Linked DNA regions of Drosophila melanogaster: region 2 is linked to region 1. A link is a contact called in public Hi-C data. All regions are on one chromosome and are shown on one strand. Each heading gives the region's core, a stretch centred on a gene start, on an enhancer-like site or on the middle of the called end of the contact. The rest is flanking DNA. Distances are from core to core; before and after follow the strand shown. Region 1 overlaps dnc (dunce). Region 2 overlaps dnc (dunce).

Region 1 (6,463 bases), core at 309-2,808:
AGAATGCGGCGAGTGTAGCAATCAAACTGTTGATTCCCGCCCAAGGGGCCAGCAAAAGAAAAAAAAAAAAAAAACAATAATAATAAAAGTGGCATCCGCTTTCGCTGTAGCTTTCAATGTCCGCATTTTCGCCCCCTGCCACCCCGTTTTTCCCACCCATTTTCCCACATTTTCCACCTTCCCCAATGCCATTGCCCCAAAGCAGCGCTGCCTGGTTGACAACAGCAGGAAAATAGCGAAATAGACGGGCAAATGGAGTGAATTTATGCCAAATTCCTATGCACTGACGCCAGGCAACCCACAATTCGCAATCGTTATGGGTTATCAAAGGTTACGCAATATATTGCCCAACTTTTTATTATCATTTCGAATGCATTCGAAACCATACTTAGTTGTAGCAGTGACAAAAGTTCAACAAGACAATTTCAGGTAAAAAACAACTTTGAACGATTTTCTTTTCAATTGTAATTTAGTTTTAATTGTTTAAGTCTTTGAACAATAGTGCATTTTATGATTTTTTTTTTATCACATATTGTGCAAACTTAATAAAAAAAAATTATACGCAAGTTTTAATTACAATTTTAAAGCCCTATTACTTGATTTTCCCGCTATCGAGTGTCGCAGCCGTCAGCTTTTGGTCTGCTGTCCAATATCCTGCTGTGATGACAGCAATTTTAAAGTTTGGAAAACAGAGCTCAAAAACTTTCGCAAGCTAGACAAGTGCAAGTCGAAGTAAAAGTTTTTGCAAGGAATGTGTGTGGGATGCACAGAATATGGAGCCATTCCCCTTTTTGGAGCTGCCCCAAAAACAAAAACAAAAAACAAAAAAGCAAAATTTAAACATAAAACAAGAAAAGAGTATAGAAAAAAAATGTATAAACACATGCAACAGCTGACGTTGGCGTTGAGTAATCTAATTAAAAGTTTGTTGCAACTTGTTTTTTAATGATGTCACGCCTAGCGAAATTTGGCGCCAAACCTACGTTTTTATCGGTCCTTTCGTGGATTCTATTTTGCTTTAATTACAATTTATGAATGCTTCAAGTTTGCCGGTGAAGCAACAACAAGAGTACATGAATTACGAAAAGGTAAACGCCAGTCGAATGGGGTCAAAATGCCAAAAATAAAAGCAAAAATGAAAGGAAAATTGCTCTCTTCTGTATGTAATTACATAAAAGCAACACCGAAAGGAACACAGAGAAAAGGCCACACAAGCAGAGCAAAGTTTAAATAACGCATTTTTCTACTTATTTTTTTTATAACTTTTGTTCATTTTTTAAATTTTATCTTTGTAGAATAAAAGTCGGTTTTAGTATATCTGTTGCAACAAGGCAATCGAAGAATTGTTATACAAATGAATTAGATACTTTAATTTTGCATGACTGCCTTAGGGGCATAATATTTTTTTCTCAGTGCACAGGCAGCTGGAGCTGAGAAGTCCGCAACGCACAAGGGCAACGCACGATGCAAATAACGGTGAAGGACCAGAGCGGGCTGAGAAAAGTTGAGTGAGTTCATTCGAGCGGAACTCACACACAAATACAAAGGCAGTCGAAGGAGCGAAAGAGAGAGAGGGCGAAACGCCTGCGCAGTGGGCGGTGGCAGCGAGAATGGGCCGGCAGGACAATCCAAGCGGCAGGATTACAAAAGAGGCACACTGACTTGGCGAAAAAAAAAAAAAACCGGAAAAAAATTATTATTTCTTTCACTTTGGTAGTAGTAGTTAACTCAAATACCCAAACACCGATAAAATTAACAAGTCAAGTGCTAAGCTTGTGATAGTTGGGAACATAAGCTTAGCTTTTCGCGTACCTTGAACCACTGTGCACAAGCTCGAAGGCATTGACATTGGTCGACAATTGTGTCAATCCAGGACACAGTCACATATGCTGGGGCTGCTCAGCTGCTCGAGTGGCCAAATGCTATGGCTTTGCTTTGCTTTGCTTTTGGCCAGATGCCCAGCTTTGGGTCCGAGTTTCTTCTTATGTAAGTCGGTTGTGACAGCCGAAATAAAAAAGGGAATGAATTAGGCCCTAAATTTGGATGGGGTTTACATAGAGGCCGCTTTAATTGCTCTCGTGGAGCGAGGCTAACCGCAAAAAATGAAACAAAACAACATAGAACTGTGTAAATCAAAAGTAAAGAACGCACGGTCATAATTTAAATTACCTAAACAAACCGAAAATTCTCGTGAAGGAGAAGAGTTGAAAACTTTGCTGGCAATTAATAAAGTTTCCATCGTTGCCGGTTTGTTTTTTTTTTTTTTCTTCTTTTTTTGTAAATATTTAGAAACACCATCAAGCAGCTCCTTTGATATACTATAACTATGGGATAGAGCAGGATTTTATTTTACTTAAGTTTAGTCTTATTTTAAACACACGGTTTTGTTTACATTTTGCTCTTGTTTGCTTGTTTTATGTAAAGTTTAAGAGTTTGTCTGCAATGAAAAAGTACACAACACATGCACGTACACATATATATGTATTTATATATATATAAGAATTTTCCCTCGCCGACAGCCACGACTTTTCCCCTTCCATTTTTTGTGGCGCACAAACATGCGCCTCGAGCATTTAACAACGGCAACAAATTGAAAGGCTTTTGGCCGAAAAGGCAAACTATTTGATGGCTTAAATGAAATGAAAGCAGGTGGGTTAGAGGGTCAGAGGGTCCTTGGGCAACCGGGTAAAGATCCTTTGCGCCCTCTGATCCGCCGACCAGTGTAATCTGCTCAAATTTATCGCAAGTTTGTTTTCCAAAAATCTAGCTTTGAAGCATTTGTTGTGGTTTTCCAAGCGCCGACTTCTTGTCAACTCAGAAGTTTTAGTCTGTTGTGGTTTTCTGCTGGGTTATAAACAAATCTTTAAGTTTTGCATTCAGTTGAGAATGGCTATTATCAATTCATTATTCTTGCAATTAACTGCATAGTCTTCAAATGCAAAATCATCAGTAGCAACAATATTATGTGCATACTGTGACTGTTAAATGTTTATTTCATTGTGCTCGTTAAAAAGAATTCTTTCACACGTATTTTTCAGCCTGACAACGTCAAAGCAAATATTTCAATTAGGTTTTGCTGGCTTCAAAAATAACAACAACAACAAAAATTCTTGATGAATTTAAAGAGCACAATGTGCGTCTGTCAAAATATTAATAGAGCAATAATTCCCGATGATTTCTCTATTCGTTTTTTTTATTCTGGCACAAATTGCCGACAATTATAGAGATGCGGTGCTCCTTTGAATGTTTGTTTTTTGTCCCTGACACCGAAAGTAATATATTTTTCCGAACATTTAATTAACAGACCGTTGGAATGGCTGACTAATAAATATTTTCGTAAACAGAATTGGTCTGGTTAACAAGAGTCAAGGCAAGCCGGCCAAGAAATAAATGAATGATGAAAAAATTGACCAAATTATTTCCAAATGTTTATTTTTGTGTCTTGCGCAGTTTTCAGTTTGGCAAATTACGCATATTAATCTCGTTGATGCTTTCGAGTTTTATATTGTGTTGCCTTAATTAATGTTTTTCGATTTGAATTATATCGCTCGGTCAATGTAATTTTCTCGTATGTTTGTCATTTTCTTGCGCTTTTGATTTGTGTTTTTTTTTTTTTTTTTTGACATTTATGCTCTGGCAGGTGACGAAGGAAAAGTGTTTTTCCAATTTCAATGGGGCGACTGCGAGTTTAAGATGGGACATAAAAACAAAAGTGGTCGCCACGAAATTGAATGGTAAAAAGAAGCTTGATTATTTTTAATCAATTTCGTAGTTTTGAGTATATATTTTTTTTAAATCCTTTTTTTTCCAAGTAAGAAAAGTCTGGCACAGCTGTTAATTTTTAAACAATTAGCTTGATTACGCTTTATGAGCAGCAAAGTACTTGGCTTAGTAGTAGTATTAAATGTACACCCACTGCAGAATTTCTGCGCAGACCAAAAAGTGACAGACTCTGCATTTGAAATCGTATATACGACAATTTATTTAAGTGCCGCTGTGCTTTTGACAGTTTACGCGAAAAAAAAAGGCAAACAAAACAATTGGAAAGTTTCGTTGCGCGTCCAAATTGCAGTTGTGAATTTGCATTGGCTAAATTATGCATAGCTCGTCCATCATGAATATTTTATTGCTTAATTTGTTCGCTAATACGCTTCATTAGGGCGAAGTTGGCAAAACAAACTAATAACGCGATATACAATATATAAGCATGAAAAATGCAACAATGTATTTTCAACATGTTTTTTCGCGTTTTTCGTCTAACAATGCTATCCAATCATGCTTCCTAACTAACCCCACCCTTTTCCGAGTGCATTTTCTAATTGCAACAAAATCCTTTTCAGTAATAGGAAAATTGTGTTTCGCCACCGCCATCAACATGCTCTTGGCAATTTATGCGTGTCGCGCAACGCGCTTTTCCCCGTTTCCCCTGTTTCCTCCCGTTTGTCGATTTTCCCCAGCTTTCCAGCACTTTTCCGGCACCCTTCAATTTCCAGCATTGTTGAAGGGGGTTCGCTCTAGTGCACAAAATACCACTACAAACTGGAACGTGTTTGAGAAAAAGACAAATTAGCAGTTCATTCTAAGTCATTTATGAATTAAAACCACCAAATTGCAGTGTAGGAATATTGATTACTGCAGCTAACATAAAATTGCCGCAATTATTTAGGCATTTATTTGATTTAAAATGTACATATATGAAAATGTTTTCAGTATGAATTTCTAAAACTGCACTTGCTGCTCGCATACAACTGAAATGGCATACAATTCTGCTATCAGCCACAAAAGCTGGCCCAATTGCACATGCAGATGACAATAATTTACTTGCCAGCTGCTGTTGCTCGAACTTTGTTTGCGTTTTGGGCCAAATATTTGCTTAGCTAAGAACCGAAATAAAGGATAAAAGGGCACGGGCATTTCGGGCCCACATGTGACTGAGATTCGTTTTTGTGGTTACAGCGTTAAATTTCTGGCTATGTAACGCAAACAAACGCATTTAAAGCACCAAACACAAATCGAGCACTTGAGTAAATAGCATTTACAGTGATTATTGTCTAAAGTGCACCAGCGGTTGGGGGTTGCAAAATCATCCGGCATTTCCAAGCGTTCGGCAAACATTGGCCCACTTCAGAGATCAAAGCCGTGGCAAGTATAATGCTAACAACTCCAATTGATCGCCTTTCGATTTAGTTTGTTGATCCATTTATTCGATTGTTTCTAAATTATGAACTAAATGGAAAAAGTCCTTGGGTTTTTAAAAGCTGTTTAAACCAAATGAAATGGAAAAATGAATAATAAAGTGCAAATGAACGCTCTTAATCGGGTAAATAGATTGAAATCCCATTAAACCAATTCAATTTGGTTTTATTTCGAAAAGGTAAAAACTAGATAAGCCTATATTTGTTATAATGGATTAGTATACAAATATGCATAAGAACACAGCTATTGGCATTTTGTGGAAAATCATGCAACATTAGTTGAACAACTTTCCGTACTTACGCATTATGAGCATACTTGGTTATGAGCAGCATTTCAAGAGCTATTTAATGGTATATGTATAGTACAGTTATCGAATGTGTAGTAGGGGCTATGCACTCGTAATTGTTATGCAATAGTTGTAGTGCCTAATCAAGTTGTTGCTGCTGCGTTTGTATCTGGCTTTTGTCTAATTGCATTGGGGGCCCCCGTTGCATGATACTTAAATGCATTAAAGCCGACTCCCAATGGAATTCCACAGTTCCACAAGCAACAAGGACGCAGGCACGATGATGGAGTGGATATACTCAGCATATGGGCAGGATATGTCATTATCCAGTTGCAATTGGTGAATTAAACAGCTGAAAGGATAATCTAGATTGGCAGTCGCAAAGCCGGCGAGTTCCCAGTTGGGAATCGAAGATGGCAACTTTAAATATTATTGAAACCACAATCAAATAAAAAACATAATCGTAAGGCAAGAAGAAGTTCGTGAATAATATAATTTAATTACTAAAGAAACTATAAGAATTTTCTGATCGGCTTATTATGTAATGCTTTTCTTGAGAAAAAAGGACAATACATAAGTGCAATGCACCGAAATCCGACACTTGAGTTTGTCCAGGTATCTCCGTCAATTAACCCATGATGAATCATACGGGCAACGAATCAATTAGCACTGAGAGCTTTGGGTTAATTAATCAGTTTGACTATGCACTAAACTCGATGGTAATGGCAATGGTTGTAGTAGTAAATCTAGCGATAAAATGACAGTAAAACACAGTTGCCGTTTTGCTGTATAAACCCTAAATCGAATTTTACACCCTGCAGTCATGCCAATATCTACAATTTTCTTGGCCTAAGCCTAATAGCCTCTTTTTATCTGGCTTTTATGCTCCTCTGCATATGGCCAAGAAAAGCATTTGGATATCTGCCCTTAAACTTCCCTAAAGGCACTCTTTTTTCCCTTTCAGTGAGTTTCTTAAATGGC
Region 2 (6,152 bases), core at 2,857-5,356, 65 kb before region 1:
TCCATTTTCCACGCACCCACTTTACCGCCCACTTCCGGCTACATTACTACTTAAGCCTATTCAAGCTGCAGGCACAGAAGGCGGAGGGGGGCGTGGCCCAGGGCAGTACGACAATCAAAGATACAAAACAGACGACCAAAACTAAAGGCAAACAAAAGCCGAGCGAAGAATGAGCAAAGTTGCAAGTGCGGCAAGGCCGTTTTCCTTGAAGAACATGAGCCAAATAAATAAAAAAAAAAATCAACACGCAGCCCAAGAAATTAACAAAACTTTTGCGTAAAGCACGCATAGCTCTTAAAAGTTCTCATTTAATATCATAACTTCGTCACATGTCCTTCGACAAACCGCATCCTGCTTCCAGTTTTATATTTCCAGCTTTCCAGCTCAGCAAAAAGATGAGCTCAAGATGCGTTGAGTTAATGAGAGGTATTCGTTATTCGTTATTCGACAGGTGCGTTTTTCGACCGGCCATAAATTTGCTTAATTTATTTGTGCGTGCCCGTCGCTTTAAATTCGCTAAATTGAAAGGTCGAAGACAATGAGGTGAAGTTTGCGACCCTCTGAGCCGCCGAACCACAAAGCCACAAAACCAATTTGATGATTACAATGACTATGGGGTATGGTTATATATGGGTATATATATTCCGACTTTGGGGTTGCTTTAAGTTAAGATGGAAGTAAATAGGTTAGTCGAAATTAGGGGTTCGAGGAAAGTGAACAATTCGAGTTTTCTCAACACAGAATGAACACTTTCGATTGTCAGAGACACGGCAAAGTTCAAAGTTTAAAGTTTGCAAAATCAAAATGTCGTTAATACAAAAATACAAAAGGGCAGCACAGCAAGCCTTTTCCATTTGCAATAGTTGTGCCCGCGAGTGACAAAAAATGTATTAAAGCCACTCGAATGCGGTTAGGTTTTTTTGGTTTTTGTTCAAAATGAAAAACTGCCATTTCGACCATTATTTATTGCTCTCTTTTTTCTTTCCAGCTTACAAACATTTGAATTTACCCACACAGCAATGCGAGATATCCTTTTTGTTTGCCACCTGGTCTTTTGTGTTGGTTAGCTTAGCTTTATGGCAAACCTTATATAAACGGCATTATTGTAACTAATATTCAGACACTTCATTTCATTAATATAGTTTAAAAACTAGTTGCGTTAAGTGTGCAAAAGTTTAAATTTATTGTAAACTATTTGCTGACTGCCAATCGATCTTTAACCCACTTGGCTTTTCTTGATAGTTGCCATTTATTTCCATAATAGAAACATTTTAGGGAATTGTAAGAATGGCCAAAACAACAACTTCTTCACACGCAACTTTCGCCCCTCGCCGACCACGCCCCTAATCAATCAGTCAATTCAGCCAGTCAGTCACTCATCCCCGCCCCATTGGGTTGTTTTTTTTTTTTTTTGTTTCTTTCTTCTTCCAAGTTTTCCCCTAAAAAGTAGGTGAACGAGAGTTGGGTCACAACATGGCATGCAACATTTTTTCGGCAAGGAGGTTAACAATTTGAGTAAAGAATAACGCTGGCCTCACAAAGGCTGACCCCAAAAAAAGAAAAAAAAAGAAGGGAGTTCTTCCGCTGAGTGTGAGGGGCTGAAAAACGTCGAGCAAAATGCAAAATCGATTGCGGAAATTTGCCCTGAACAAGGGAGCTTTAAAGAGTCGGTCGTCGGTTCAAGTTCGCTGGGGGCAAGTGTTGATCTTTTTCACAAAAGTGGATGATGGTCTAAGGGAGCATCTGGTATCTATGACACACACACACACACACACACACACACACACACTGGGCACACACATGCATATGTATGCAGGAGAGGCAGTCGTCAAACATTTGCCTTGAAAACGACAGAAAGCGGTCTAAAATGTGCTGTGAGTGAGTGAGCACGGGTCGCAGCTATTGTGGCAAATTGTTCCGTTAGGACAGGTACAGTGAACACCACAAAAAGCCGCAAAGGAATGCTAGAAATTTCAGATCTGCCAACACATTCAAAAGAGATTAAAAAAAAAACCCAAGTATTTTCTTTGCTCGACATCATTCGATCGACCGACAGCTGTCAATATTCCCATGGCCTCCATTTTTATGACCCCCCCCCCCCCACCCCACCATAAATAGGCAATATTTTTTAGCGAGTGCCGCCTGTGATGGCCTTATCAGTTGGGTCTGCTTGACTACTGGGAGAATGGACAGGTGAGTGTGTGTCTGCCTTTGGCTTTGCTCATTTTTCCAGTTACTGCTATCAAAATATTTATAGGCACTTCAAGCTCACACATGGCCAACTCGATAAATTGTTTTGCCATCGCTCTTTCACGCTCTTTTTAAGGCGATTTAAGGCGAATATAATATGCTTGTGCCTGCTCTCTCTTATTGAAGGCAATTATATAGTAATTCAATGAATAACAAGGACTACAGCAAATATTAAATATGAAATGAAACGAGCAAGTGAACAATATCCTGGCGGAAAATGCGCAGATGATAGGCGGAGTTTTTTTTTCCCATTCCTCTCAACCAAGATGCATGCTCTGTTGGCCAAAAAAGGTGAATGACAAGATGAAAGGAAAAGCGAAGACAAAGAAACGAGACGGAAGAACGCTGTCACGTGGCGAAAGGTGAAAGCTGAGGCAAAGTTTGCTCCTCTTGTTGTTTTTTTTTTTGTTTGTTTGTGTTAGACTTTTTGTTTCACTTGCAAGCGTTTGGCTTATGATCCATTCAAGTAGAACTTGCTCAACTGATACTGTTCCTTGTTTGTTTCGCTTTTTTTGTGGCCACTCATGTTTCATTGGCAGCTCAGCTTAAAAGTAATTGTCCCAGTTAAAGATTCAACATTGAAGATGCTCAGATTTCCCAAATACTTTATATACTATATACATACGCGTTTATATTTTTATTATTTTTCAACAACAGCTGTCCTTCAAGAAAATCTAAGATCTATCAAGCGCAAAATTGAGCAATTATAATTAGAAAAAAAAATATATATATGAACAGACTGTGCAGCAATATAAGCTTTCATTTTTTCATTCGTAACATTGTTTGTTTACTCTCGTTGCTTTTACTTGTATTTTTTGGCCAAAACTATTCGCGTTAGAGGCAGGCGTGTGAAATGGTTTAGTTTTCTCTTTTGGCCTCGCACTTTTCATAAGATTTTGCTTCACTTTAATCCGCTTTTCCATTTTCCTCGCCTCAAATTTTCCTTTTGTTGCTCACCACTTTTCTCTGACAACATTTCATATTCCTGCGCTGTTTGGTCTTGTGTTGCTTTTACCATTTTCCTCTGTTTTGTGTTTCTATGTCAGTGAGCGGAATTTTCATTTGCTCTTCGGTCACGCCCCCATTTCCCGATCTCCTCCTCAATCCTTGAGGGGCAGGAATGAATGGCTTTCTTTGTTTGCTCTTTATGTTTTGTGCGTGCGGGGATTTGTTTTTATTGGAATTATTAATTGTTCATTTTTTTCCCAGTGACAAGTACGTGGTGCAAAAAAGGAAAAACGTTTCGTAGAAATATGGCCTGAAGCCCAAAAGATATATTCTTTTGACTTTGCCCGCCGTGTCTTGCACATCATACCACCTGCTTCTGCAATTGCATCGCTACTTGGTAAATGGGAACGAGGCTGTCAGCACTAATTAAATTATGAAGTGTTTTTTTGCCACATTTAACCATACCACCCTCCACGTCGTAGCCACTTGCTCAGCAGCGTGTCAATGTCAGGCGAGCGAAACAAGTGCACTTTCCTTTGTAAAATCAAAAAAAAAAAAATTTAAATAAATTTCGAGTCTTTATACAACTCGTGAAACTCTTCAAAAGTTTTGCGAAAAGTTTTTTCTATTTATAAAAAAAGGATCAATTACTTTAGTTAGAGCTCTGATTTTCTTTCCATGTTGCCGTAGTTGTTGTGGCTCGTGTGCTCAGCGAGCTGGGAACACTTATACACCAGACTTTCTCTCCACGGGTGGTAAACAAATAACCAGGAAAAAGCGGAAACGGAAGCTGTTTTGAGCATTGTTAGGGGAAGTGGCAAGGGTTGGACGAAAAAAAAAAAGGGGTGGCTGGGCGATGGCAGAGCTCGTGCGGCACTCCCGAAAAACCCACACACAAACAAAATATTCATACAAATTAGGAGGCAAATTAAATTCACACACACACGCTCGAGGGTCAGCAAACGAAGCCATTAGATGGTTGCGAGGGGGTTGGGGGGTTAAGGGTGGCTTGTGGAAAATGGAAATGGAAAGTGGAACCCGGGGAAAACAGGTGGAAAGACCCAGGGGCCATTCGACAATATGAAAACTGATTTGTGCTCGTTATTGTTAACGATGTTCATTAAAAAGTTATTGTGTGCCCGGAAAAACGCAAGGAAGGCAAACATAAAGAATTTTCCCTGCCTTTGGATATACGGTTATGAGAAATATGAAGAGTTTACTAACCGGTTTAACTACTTAATGGTTCGCAGAAAATAAGAACTACAGGTGTCAAATCGGACTAAGCATATTTTTGCAAGACGAAAAAAAAACATTAATTAATATTTTCAATTTCCAACTGAAGCATATGAACATAATATATCTTCTATGGATTATTGTTAAAGAAAGAAAACTGAGAAGCAGATGTCTTTTTTTTTGTTTTTTTTTTTTTTCTGTGGACATGTTTACCACCGTCTTTATGCCAACTTACAAAGGTTTTATGTAAGCCAAATATGCTGGCGGCTGTCAGAAGACAACCTGTTGACAAAAATTGCAGAAGCATCTCTTGTTCATCTTATATAAAAATACCGTCATCACAGTTTATTCGCAGCAATTTCCTCTCGAAATCAATATGAAAAACATAGGAAAAACATAAAAGAGATGCTGAGGGGTGAAATTAGCCTCAGGTGAAGTAAAAGGGAAAAGAATATGCGAGCATAGCCCGGAATCATAAGTCGTTATGAATAATGTCTTAAAAGCTAATGTAGCAACCACATTACATTTAACATTACACATTATGTTAAGTAAAATGATTGCTTTAAAGACGATCAGAGAAAGGAAGAAAGTGTTTGCCAGGATACTTGACTCTTCATAAAAACAAAAAGTTGGCTAACTAGCTAATATTTTAAGTTGTCATTTATGAACATTTTCCCCTTTTTTCACTCAAATTCCAGCGGTTTTTTTACGTTCTATTATACATTTTTTTTTTTTATTAATTTCGAGCGTAACCATCTGGTTTCTGGGTTGCTTTCTGTTCCACGTAACCTGCAGCCATCAAAGAATTCTTGTCAACAATTTTGCGTTGCGCGGAAAACCAGTCAATCCCCTTCTACTTGTCTAGCCCACCTTTAACCCCTGATACCCGGAAAAGCGTGTAAACTTGATTAGCTGCCAGAATGCAGAGGCAGCAATTGAGCACTAGAGCACTTGGTCTACTCTTTCAAGAACTTTATCAACAATAAAATGTGACAAAAGTGAGCTGGTTTCAAGCAGACAATTGGAATGAGTTGCGTACAAAAAAAAAAGCTGCATGACATTAAAAAACAAGTTGCAAATTAAATTAAAAATTCCTATGATAAATTTTTGTCTTTTTAGATCAGTAATCAAGCCGACTAAAGTTGTAGTACGAAAATATTTTCATCGCCTTTTGATGCCGAAGACATATGTACATATACATATGTAATCTCATCAAACGAACAGTGCACCCAATGGCATTTACCACGCCCACTTTCCATTCTCTGTTGAGGATTTTCCGGTCGTCGAATGAGTATTTTTATTTCGTTTTTTATTTTTTTTTGTTTGTTTGTTGCTCCAATATTAAGTTGTCAACATGGCAACACAGTGGGAGAGACTGTGGGGTCGGAGGGCAAATATTTTGCATAAACTACAACCAACTGAAGGACAAAACAGAAACTGGAATAGAACAAAAACCAGCAAGAGGAAGTACAGCGAACGAAGGACCAACGAGTGACAGCCATCCAAACTGTCGACTTTCTGTCAATCGCTATCATTTGAAGTATGAAAGCGAAAGGCCAAAACCAGAATACACTAAAAATATTATATTGCATATTAGCTAGCCATATCTTCCAGCAAAAAACAAAAAGAAAAACAAGCGCAATTATTATTGAGATTTTTGGATGACCTTTCTGAGTGTAGCTTCATTCGCGATGCTTGACATTTGCCAGCCATCCGCTCTC

The links. Hi-C and Micro-C count contacts between places; a contact is called where the count stands out from the background.
Region 2: a contact with region 1 is called in a Hi-C map of the Kc167 cell line, with 2.1 times the contacts expected there. The contact joins two enhancer-like sites. A contact is called at or near these places in 14 of 107 Hi-C or Micro-C datasets (the D17-c3 cell line, the Kc167 cell line, the ML-DmBG3-c2 cell line and 5 more).

What each region holds. Positions count from the first base shown.
Region 1 is chrX:3,201,371-3,207,833 of dm6, reverse strand. All of the region lies in intron 2 of dnc (dunce), which reads right to left. Among named protein-coding and RNA genes, the nearest start is that of dnc, 28 kb to the right of the region's middle. Within about 2 kb of position 1,558, at least 13 of the 39 cell types and tissues checked have an H3K27ac peak or open chromatin away from gene starts, as enhancers often do.
Region 2 is chrX:3,269,670-3,275,821 of dm6, reverse strand. The region is part of intron 4 of dnc (dunce); the gene reads right to left. Among named protein-coding and RNA genes, the nearest start is that of Sgs4, 23 kb to the right of the region's middle. Within about 2 kb of position 4,106, at least 6 of the 39 cell types and tissues checked have an H3K27ac peak or open chromatin away from gene starts, as enhancers often do.